Linked DNA regions of Gossypium hirsutum: region 2 is linked to region 1. A link is a contact called in public Hi-C data. All regions are on one chromosome and are shown on one strand. The core of a region is the stretch at or near the end of the contact, and the rest is flanking DNA. Distances in the headings are between cores, read along the strand shown. Region 1 holds the start of LOC107914377 (pentatricopeptide repeat-containing protein At4g39620, chloroplastic). Region 2 holds the start of LOC121208249 (homeobox-leucine zipper protein ATHB-6).

The links. Hi-C and Micro-C count contacts between places; a contact is called where the count stands out from the background.
Region 2: a contact with region 1 is called in a Hi-C map of leaf, with 2.1 times the contacts expected there. The contact joins the promoter of LOC121208249 here to the promoter of LOC107914377 in region 1. A contact is called at or near these places in 3 of 34 Hi-C or Micro-C datasets (all in leaf).

The regions. Positions count from the first base shown.
Region 1 is chrA10:16,199,903-16,204,502 of Gossypium_hirsutum_v2.1, forward strand. It overlaps LOC107914377 (pentatricopeptide repeat-containing protein At4g39620, chloroplastic), which reads right to left and starts at 2,678. Exons shown (of 3, transcript XM_041078791.1): 1 at 2,278-2,678; 2 at 651-1,884; 3 at 1-127. The coding sequence starts at 2,625. The coding sequence ends at 757. LOC121208246 (E3 ubiquitin-protein ligase RKP) reads right to left here. Exons shown (of 11, transcript XM_041078789.1): 10 at 4,264-4,468; 11 at 3,444-4,106. The coding sequence ends at 3,801. TRNAW-CCA (transfer RNA tryptophan (anticodon CCA)) reads right to left here and starts at 2,851; the gene lies at 2,780-2,851.
Region 2 is chrA10:16,485,252-16,489,851 of Gossypium_hirsutum_v2.1, forward strand. LOC121208249 (homeobox-leucine zipper protein ATHB-6) reads right to left here and starts at 1,904. Exons shown (of 3, transcript XM_041078795.1): 1 at 1,367-1,904; 2 at 888-1,270; 3 at 1-789. The coding sequence starts at 1,427. The coding sequence ends at 373.

The DNA of each region.
Region 1 (4,600 bases), core at 1,428-3,927:
GGATGCAACCATCCTTTACGCAAAATGAAGAGTCAAAACAAAATTGCTGTAAGTACCTGCTTACGATTCGAGGAAGATACCCCAACTGTCTGAACTCTTTGTAACTACAACTGAGTATGGATAAAGCCTGCAATACGACCAATGTTCTGCATTAATTGTCTTATTGCATTGCCTTTGAAACCGGCCTGCATTCAGATTAAACCAGAGGGAAGAATCGGTTCGTTGCCCTGAAATATGAAACAAATTAATCTGGCTCATTTCAATTAAAGATGTCTGAAAAACTACTTCTCTCAGTTCATTTCAACACAACACATCGCATTTATCAAAAAACACAGTTAGAGAATAGCAAACTGAACAGCAGGAAACTAGATGTCAATGTCATAAAAGAACGATGAACCAAATACTACAAGCACAGAAGGTTGTCACTGGATCCTATACTGAAAGTATACTTACTATCTAGTCCACTAACAATGATGCAACAAGATGCAGATCGAACACATGACATGGTTAAATCTGTGATCTTTGTCAACAATTTAGAAAACAATATTATATTTATCAATGGAAAATCAAGCACACAAAGTGATTCTCATTAATAAGGTATAAGCTTTGCTATGCAAACAGAAAATAAGAGAACAAATTGAGACATATACCGGCCGCATTTTGTGGGGGAAAACAGTCAATATAGCCGAAATTGAAAACCATCCATTGCTCTGATGCAGGCTTAGTTGGAAGGAGACCCAAAAAACAAAGAACCAGTCAATTAATTACTTTAACCTCAGTTTTTGCATTAGTCTCAGGCCTGCCACTCCTTGTGGCTCGAACGGAATCTGGACTAGCCGGTAGAGATCCAAAGGCTTCAAGAGCCTCTAGGAAGAATCTCTTGTTAGGGACTATACCATCTTTTTCCATTTCTTTCACCAACTTCTGTACAAGGTCTTTCATGTCAGCTTTCGTGTAGGCCTTATATAGAAGTTTATATGTCGATGAATCGGGAATCACCCCAATGTTATTTGCCTTATCAAATAGCCTATCGGCTTCCATAGGTAGACCATTTCTACGGTAAACTTCAAGCATGACATTTAAGGTCGAAACTTTCATTTCCTTCCCAGAGTCAACAATCTCATCAAATATTTCCCTCGCCCAAGAAACAGAATCACAAAATCCATACATCATTATAAGACTCTCGTAGGTGATAAAGCTTGGTGTGTATTTCATATCAGTCATCTTTTTGAAAATATTTTCAGCTCTCTCTTTAAGCCGCGCCTTGCCATAATTTATGATCATCGAATTAAATGCAGGAAGGGTAGGTTTCTCCTTTGAGCGCAACAAGCTCTTAAACACTTGTTCCATCTTATCAAATTCTTGCTTCTTGCCATAAGAATCAATAAGCACGTTAAATGTAATAATATCAGGCTTACACTGATTGCTTTTCATCCGAGAAAGAACAGACTCCATCTCTCTGATCATCCCCTTTTTCCCATACGCATCCATCACACCATTAAATGTATATATATCAGGGGCAATACTGCTCTCAGCAAGATCCTTAAACAAAGCATTAACTTGATCCACATTTCGAGCTTGAGCAAAGGCCCTCAAAAGAATATTGTAAGTGACAACATTGGGTTTACACCGTTCAATTCCCTTCATCTTGTTGAAGTAACCCAAAGCTTTGTCCAAAGCTTTGGCTTTATCACGGGAATGGAGATGGGTGGTGATAAGAGCATTATAAACCGAAGAATCAGGCCGACAACCACTGTTACGCATCTCAGAGAAGAGCCACATAGCCATTCTAGTTCGGCCTTTCTTTCCCATAACCGTAATCAATTTCGAATAAACCCCATTATCGGCAATATACCACCTTTGTTTCTGCATCCATCTGAAAACCTGAAAGGTACAGTATGTAAGTAGTCAAACAGATTTACTTCATCCAAGTTTCCAGCTTCCAACAGCAATTCAGGACACTTTAAGAAGCTTAAATTCTCTAACACAAAGATTTGCTCTCAACTCATATGTTCAATAAGTTCCACTTGATTGCTGCTTTTACCTGTTTACTAGTACTAACAGATCATTGTGCCCGAACCCATTCTGTAATTATAACAGCTATGAATATAACGAGATAAGTTTAGTTTCCTTTTTTTTTTTTTTATCTTTTCCAAAAACAATGTTCGAAGAACACCCGTATTAAGAACAACCTGAAAATGCAAAATTCCAATTACCCTAAACCTTAAAAATGAACCAAAAAGGGGGAAATAAAAATCGAGAAAGGGAGCAAGGAACCTCAAGGCATTGAAGCCATTTATCAGTTTTGCCGAGTTCTTCAAACAGGAGAAAACAGTGCTCGCATCTCACAACACTCACGTATCTGCTCAATGTCTTAACCAACGGCTCTTTGTCGCCGAAACTTCTCATTAAGACCCGAACTAGTTCCTTGGCTTCGGCGTCCTCAGGTTTTGAAGAACCCGTTTTCCTCCTGGGTCGGGTAGCACAGGATATTCGTGTGATGGGTCGGGTTGGAAGATTACATGGTTGGGTGAGGGAGGATAGGTTAGTTGGTGAAGAATTATGTTTAAAAGGAGAAGGGAATGTGGAGAGTTGCAGAGAGTAAGGTGATAAAATTAGGGGCATTTTATTTTTAGCTTTCGTTGTTTGGAGCTGCTTCTCGGGGGGGGCTTCTCGGGGGTTGTTTGATAAATATGGAGTTTCTGGAAGAAAGTAAATGACGAAACTACCCAAACAAAAAACTAAGGGGCAAAAAATGGATCCGAAAGAATCGGGATTTTGAACCCGACGTGAATCGAACACGCAACCTTCTGATCTGGAGTCAGACGCGCTACCATTGCGCCACGGATCCCAGCTGATAGGTTCTTATATAAATTTATATTTATTGGAATAGTTATGGGTCCTGATACATATCGTCTGGCTCCGGTTGAAATGATTAGTCATTAAAAACCACAACAATGTGTTGTTTGGATAACAATGAGCTTTTGGTAATTGAATTGATACCCTATCGACCACCCTAAATATCTGTATTCCGATCAAATTCGGTACAAAATCCAAATTTAATCCAATTTGGAGTTTGATTTAAGCTCAATTAAGATATTTGATTTGGGATAATACTAATAATAATGTTATTGAAGCGTGCACATAAAGGATTCAATTGTCTTATTTAATTAGAATTTGTTCACTCTTAGTTGAGCAGTAGAACATCATTATCAAATTTAAACTAAAATCAATTAGAAGTAATAAAGAAAATGATAAGTGAAGCAAATGGGCCAAATCTTATTTGAGTTGATTCCAAGGGTAAAATATGCCACCTTTCGAACAAAGGAAATAAAAGATATAGATAAATGGTTTTTTTTTTTTTGAAGAAATAAATATGAAAAGTCGGATACTATTTGTTATTTTAGTAGTCTTATGCTATTTGGGATTGTTGAATAATAATCAGCCAAAAAAGCACTCGTTTCTTTTATATTATTTTCCTTGCCATTTACATCTCATATTTACAAAGACTGCCCCTCAAACTACAAAATGCGTAGTGTACCCAGAATTTTATTTTCCCAGGTACAACTGAAACTGCAGCCTGAGGATTAAACAAAGGGCTTGCTGACGCTCATTTTCCAACCCCCCCCCCCGTCTTGCTAGCTACATGCCACTTCTTTAAGGGTATATATATAAGAATATAAATCCTTAATAACAAAAGCATAAGCAATAATATGAACAAACAAACCAAAAAACCTACTTTTTTTTCAACTTTCTCTGGCTTTCTTCCCCATTTTCCTCAAACAATTTAAGATTCTGAGTTATCTTTCAACTGTGTTTTCTATGGTTCTGACTACTTCCAAGACAGTGGCATTGCAAAAGAAACATCTTTGACAATTTAAAAGATGTCTAGTTATGCAAACATAGCAAGACCTGTGAGAACACGGTATGAACTGTGCATCGGCTTCCGAAGCGTAACAGATGCAGCACATGCCATCGTCGGCATTGTTTTCTCCACATTCAAGCCCCTCGATCTTCTTTGAATCTGTATGGCTGATTAGGAGGGCCAAGAAATTCTCTAGCCGACAAAGCTTAGGCACATATGCTTCTCCCCTAAATGATGTAGCCTGGAAATCAAAGGTGTATGAGAGTTAAGACTGTAAGAATTATAACCTTGAAATGAAAAGAAAAAATGTCCCCAGCTCGCAAACATCCGATCAAAATGCCATGGAGCAAAATGAAACATGGTGGATTCTTGGATATATAAGGGATAACAGTACTAACCCAATTATACTCTAACATGTACTGCAAGCCATAATGCATAGTTTCAGGGCAATCCATGTTTGCAAAAACATCCACGATATCATTGTGTTCCTTGAACTTGGAATCTGTGCTAGCATCCAACAAATTCACAATGATCCCTACTAGAGGAGCTAATATCATGCCTCGGTTTACTTTCTCCAAAGATTGACCATGCCGTCTAAGTGACCTGTTCATAAAAAGACAAAAACAAGTATTTTATGTTACCATTTTTTCATATGTTAATTAACAAGTCATACAGTTATATTTAGTTCCACTAATAACTAGGCCAATGCAACTGGTCCGTTCATCGGAAAAGTAG
Region 2 (4,600 bases), core at 654-3,153, 280 kb after region 1:
CTTTCTAAGGGAAATGATGTTGATGATCTACTTTATTTTTTTTTTCAGCTTTTTCACCATTAGAAGGAAAAAAAGCTTTACTTTTCCTCTGATGGATTTTGGAGATTTTTCCATTTACAGTAGAAGAACAGTAAAAAAAAAAGAAGCTTCCAATTACGACCTAATCATTCGCCCACCGCGTGCACCGCCGCACTGGCCACTCGCCACCTATTGGGTATTGAATTCAACTTCTACCGCCTCCACTTCAACCCATTAATTTCTCTCTTCTTCTTCTTCTTCTTCGGACAAAATTCTTGGAGAGTTTGCCTTATTCTCTTGCATTCCGTTTCTTTAATCCCATAATTGCATACATACATATATGTTTGATTTAGATTAGATCCACCATTGAAGACTTGGAGCTTGTTCATCTGAAAAGAAATTGCAGACTTCATCTGCAGTACTACTGATGAAATCATGCTCTTCCATCTTCACAAATTGCGGGGTTTGATACGTTGTTTTGAACAACTGGAAGCAGTTATTCATGGAGGACGGTGAAGAAGCTGCCCCGTTGTTTGGGCTGCCCCCCTCCATGTCTCCGCCGCTGTTGTTTTCTTCATTCAAGATAGCGCTCGAATCACTATCTGATGATCCGTCTTTCAAGTCCGGGAAAACGGTGTCGCCACCACCACCAACTGATCCATTGCCGCCGCCGTCGTTGAAGCTCTCGCAGTTCACTTCCGCCGGCTCCAATGAGGTACCCAAAGATGAACCCGGCGGCGGCTCGATGAGTTTTGCCTTCAGCTCACTAATCTGCATCATTTTCATACCTTCAACTTTGCTTTACAAATTAAACTCAAAGAGATTCCCAGTCTTACTAAGATAAATGAATAATTGTTATTAATAATTACCTGTTTGAGAAGATCTTCATTTTCATGGCGGAGGTTACTATAATTGAGCTTAAGAGATTCATAACTGGTCTTAAGAACTCCATAATCTCTTTCCAATTGCTTTGTTTTCCATCTAGCACGTCGGTTTTGAAACCAGACAGCAACTTGTCGTGGCTGCAACCCAAGTTCTTGAGCTAGTTTCGATTTTCTGTCGGGTTCGAGTTTGTTTTCAACTTCAAAATTCTTCTCCAATGCCTTCACTTGATCCACACTTAATCGTCTCTTCTTGGCACCCCCGCCATGGCCGACTGTTAATTCTTCAAAACAACCTTCTTCATCGAATCCTTCTAACATCGACTGAAACTCTCGACTGTAAACATTGTTGTTTCTTGGACTACGTTCATCTGTACCAAATCAAAACATATCAACAATTAAGACGCTGATGAACATAAAAGATCTTTTATTTTTTGGTAATAAAAGTTGGGTTTGTTTTATTAGACCTGAAGTTGGGCAGATTGACATCAAAGCACTCAATGAATCTGAGCTGCCAAGTCTCTTCATGGTTGATGATGAACTTAATGATGAAATCAACAATCTTTTTTTTTTCTTTAAAAGATTTTCAATGGATGTTGTTGTTAAAAGAGATTCAACTAAGATTGAAACTCAAACTGCCTTGTTTAAAACAAGACCAAATTGTACAAAGTTGTAATAGTTTACAACATGAAAACAACAACCACTGTCCTGTCTTAACTTCTCCACCATTTTTGTTCTTCTTTAACACAGTTTCTTTCTTACTCTCAGTTCCCATCCAACAATAGACATAACAAGAAAAATAAACAAAACCTAAAATACCCAACAATCAAAGCTTCCATGAGAATCAAAATATATAAAATTATGAATTCTTTTTTTTTTTACATTATAATTAAATTATAGTAGTCTAAAAGACTGTTCATCGAGAAAAGAAAATTGTGAAAAGAAGAAGACGGAGGAGGTATTTTCAGGTGAAAGAGAGAGATGAAAGAGAAGATTTTAGAAGGAGCTGGCTAGCAAAGTTTCCCATACCTTTAAATAAAACTAAGATAGGTCGTATTTGGGTTAGAATCTTACTAGGGTTAGGTACAATCAGCAAAGCAAATGGAAATGAACCCAAAATTCAATCCAAATGCAATGTTTTTGTTTACTGTATATGAGTTCTATTCTATTATTTTAATTTTATTTGTTCAAATCCACCCAAGTGAAATAAACTTTAAGTTAAATAATATTTTTAAGTTAAATTTTAAAAAATAAAAAATCAAATTAAAATATTATTAACAATATAAATAATTATAAATTAGAGTATATAAATTTAAAATCATATATATTTGAAAACTATTTTAAAAGAAAAAAAAAAACAAAATACCCCTCATGATAATCTTGATTTGAAAATTTAATTCTTTAATGCCTTAAATTTGTCATTTTGGGAAAAAAACATTTTTTTATAATTTAAATTTTTATATAATTTTTAGAATTTTTTTAAATCTATCATTTTTATAAAAATATTTTAAAGAATATTTTAAATATTTTGTAATTTTGTTTGAGAGAAATTAATTTGTTCATTTTTCTAAATTGACAGGGATTCAAGTGGTATATACACCAATTTGTTATTTGGGTTATTCAAATTATGTAAGTTATAAAATTTAACTCGATTCGAACTCTAAAAACTGAATTACTTATTTGAGTTGATTAAAAAAACCAAATAACTAGATTTGATAATTACAAGACTAATTTTTTTTCGATTTTCCCAACTCACATCGAATTTTGCTCTCCACTATTAATATATATTGTGATACAAAATTTTTAATTTTCTACATATGCATGTATGACATTTTTTATTTTAATCAATTTTTACATACTACTCACATGGCACTATTTTAAGTTTAATTATTGTATACATAAATAAATATATTTATTAATAAAAAATAATTGAATCTATTTTCTTAAAGTATAAAAAAAATCAAAATTAAAATTTCATACATATAATTGAAACAAAATCAAATTTTCATGTTTATATTATGTTAGTTCTAATTTTTCATGTATTTTGATATAACAAAAAGGTATATTAAAAATCCCCTACTTAGATTGGCAAAAATTGTTTATAAGTCCTTAAACTTATTTTCAAAGTGTTGGACAAGATAAACATTTAAAAAGCCTTAAATTAAGTTTGAAGGACTTCTATTGATACTTAGGAGGACAAGTATCGTAGAACTCAAGATGGAAAGACTTTGAAAAGGCTACAGAATTCTACCGTACAACTCTAGGTTCTACCGATACAACCCAAACTTTTATTGATAGAACGCATTCAAGTATGCAAGGTAGTTTTGGCCTAGAGTCTCTATCGACCCCTTGGTCCGACCTATCGATACAACCAGAGTTCTAACGATACCTTAAGGACTTCTACTTAGACAAGTCAAGGCAGTAGCCAAAGTTAGTTGAAACCTCAAAGTTCTATCGGTACAAGAGGACCTCTACTGATACAACGAGCCCAATGATCATATTTTAGAAGGACTTCTATCGATACAATGAAGATGCAGACTGCATTTAATGCTAGTTTTTATGGCTATAACGACTCTATTTTGTTTCTAACGGCTACAAATGTCCACAAGGTTGTTAGAGGATTTAAATACAAAGTTAATGCTTTTCATTAATAATATAGAAACAAGTGCCTAAATTTTAAGAACTCAAAATTTCAAACTTTCACAATCTTTTACTAAATATTTCTTGTACACACTTATATGTTAAGTTTTCTATCATTCTTTCAAGTGTTGTAACTTTATGTGAGAATTTAATTATTGATTATCTATATTTTAGAGGTATCATCTTATTCATCATTATTTTCTCTCATTTGTGAGGTGTTACTTAAGGTTTTGGGTAGAAAACCTTAAAGAGAAGTGGTTGTAACATCCCTAACCTGTATCCGTCGTCGGAATAGGGTTACGAGGCATTACTGAATAACATACCTCATTTACATACATTTAAGCATTCATAATTGAAATCAAATCAAATCATTCACATTGTCCCTTATAAGGTCCTACGTGACCTTAAAACATGCTTAGAAGTGGTTCAAGACTAAACCGAAAACATTTGCAAACTTTGAGGAACTTAGAAAATTTTTCAACATATAAGGGTCACATGCCTGTGTGAATAGGCCGTGTGCCTCACACGGCCACCAAACACGCCCGTGTCACAGACTGTATGAAAACAGGGCATATATACTGACTTGTACCACACAGCTGAGTACACGCCCGTGTGCCAGACTGTGTGAAATCTAAAGGGGTTACCGACTTCGGTCACACGGCTGACCACACACCCATGTACCAGGCCGTATGCCTCACACAAGGCCAGTTGACACGCCCGTGTGTCTAGACCGTGACAAACCTGTAGGGTATACTGACTTAATTTCGAAGGGCTACCCCAGGGGACACACGACTGTGTACCAAGGCCATGTGTCACACACAGTCGAGCCACATGCCTGTGTGCTCAGCCGTGTGGAGTGAAAATAGGCTTGGTTTAAGCCAAATTTCTCACCCTTCTCATGCATACCTAAAACACAACATTTTACACCATTTTAATACATTAATAGTCAGCTAAAACATGTTATTTTTTGCACCAAATATGTTATACCAATTCCCTCCATTTCATCAACTCAAATCATAACCATTTCCTATACAAAACACATACCAAAACTAGCATGATTC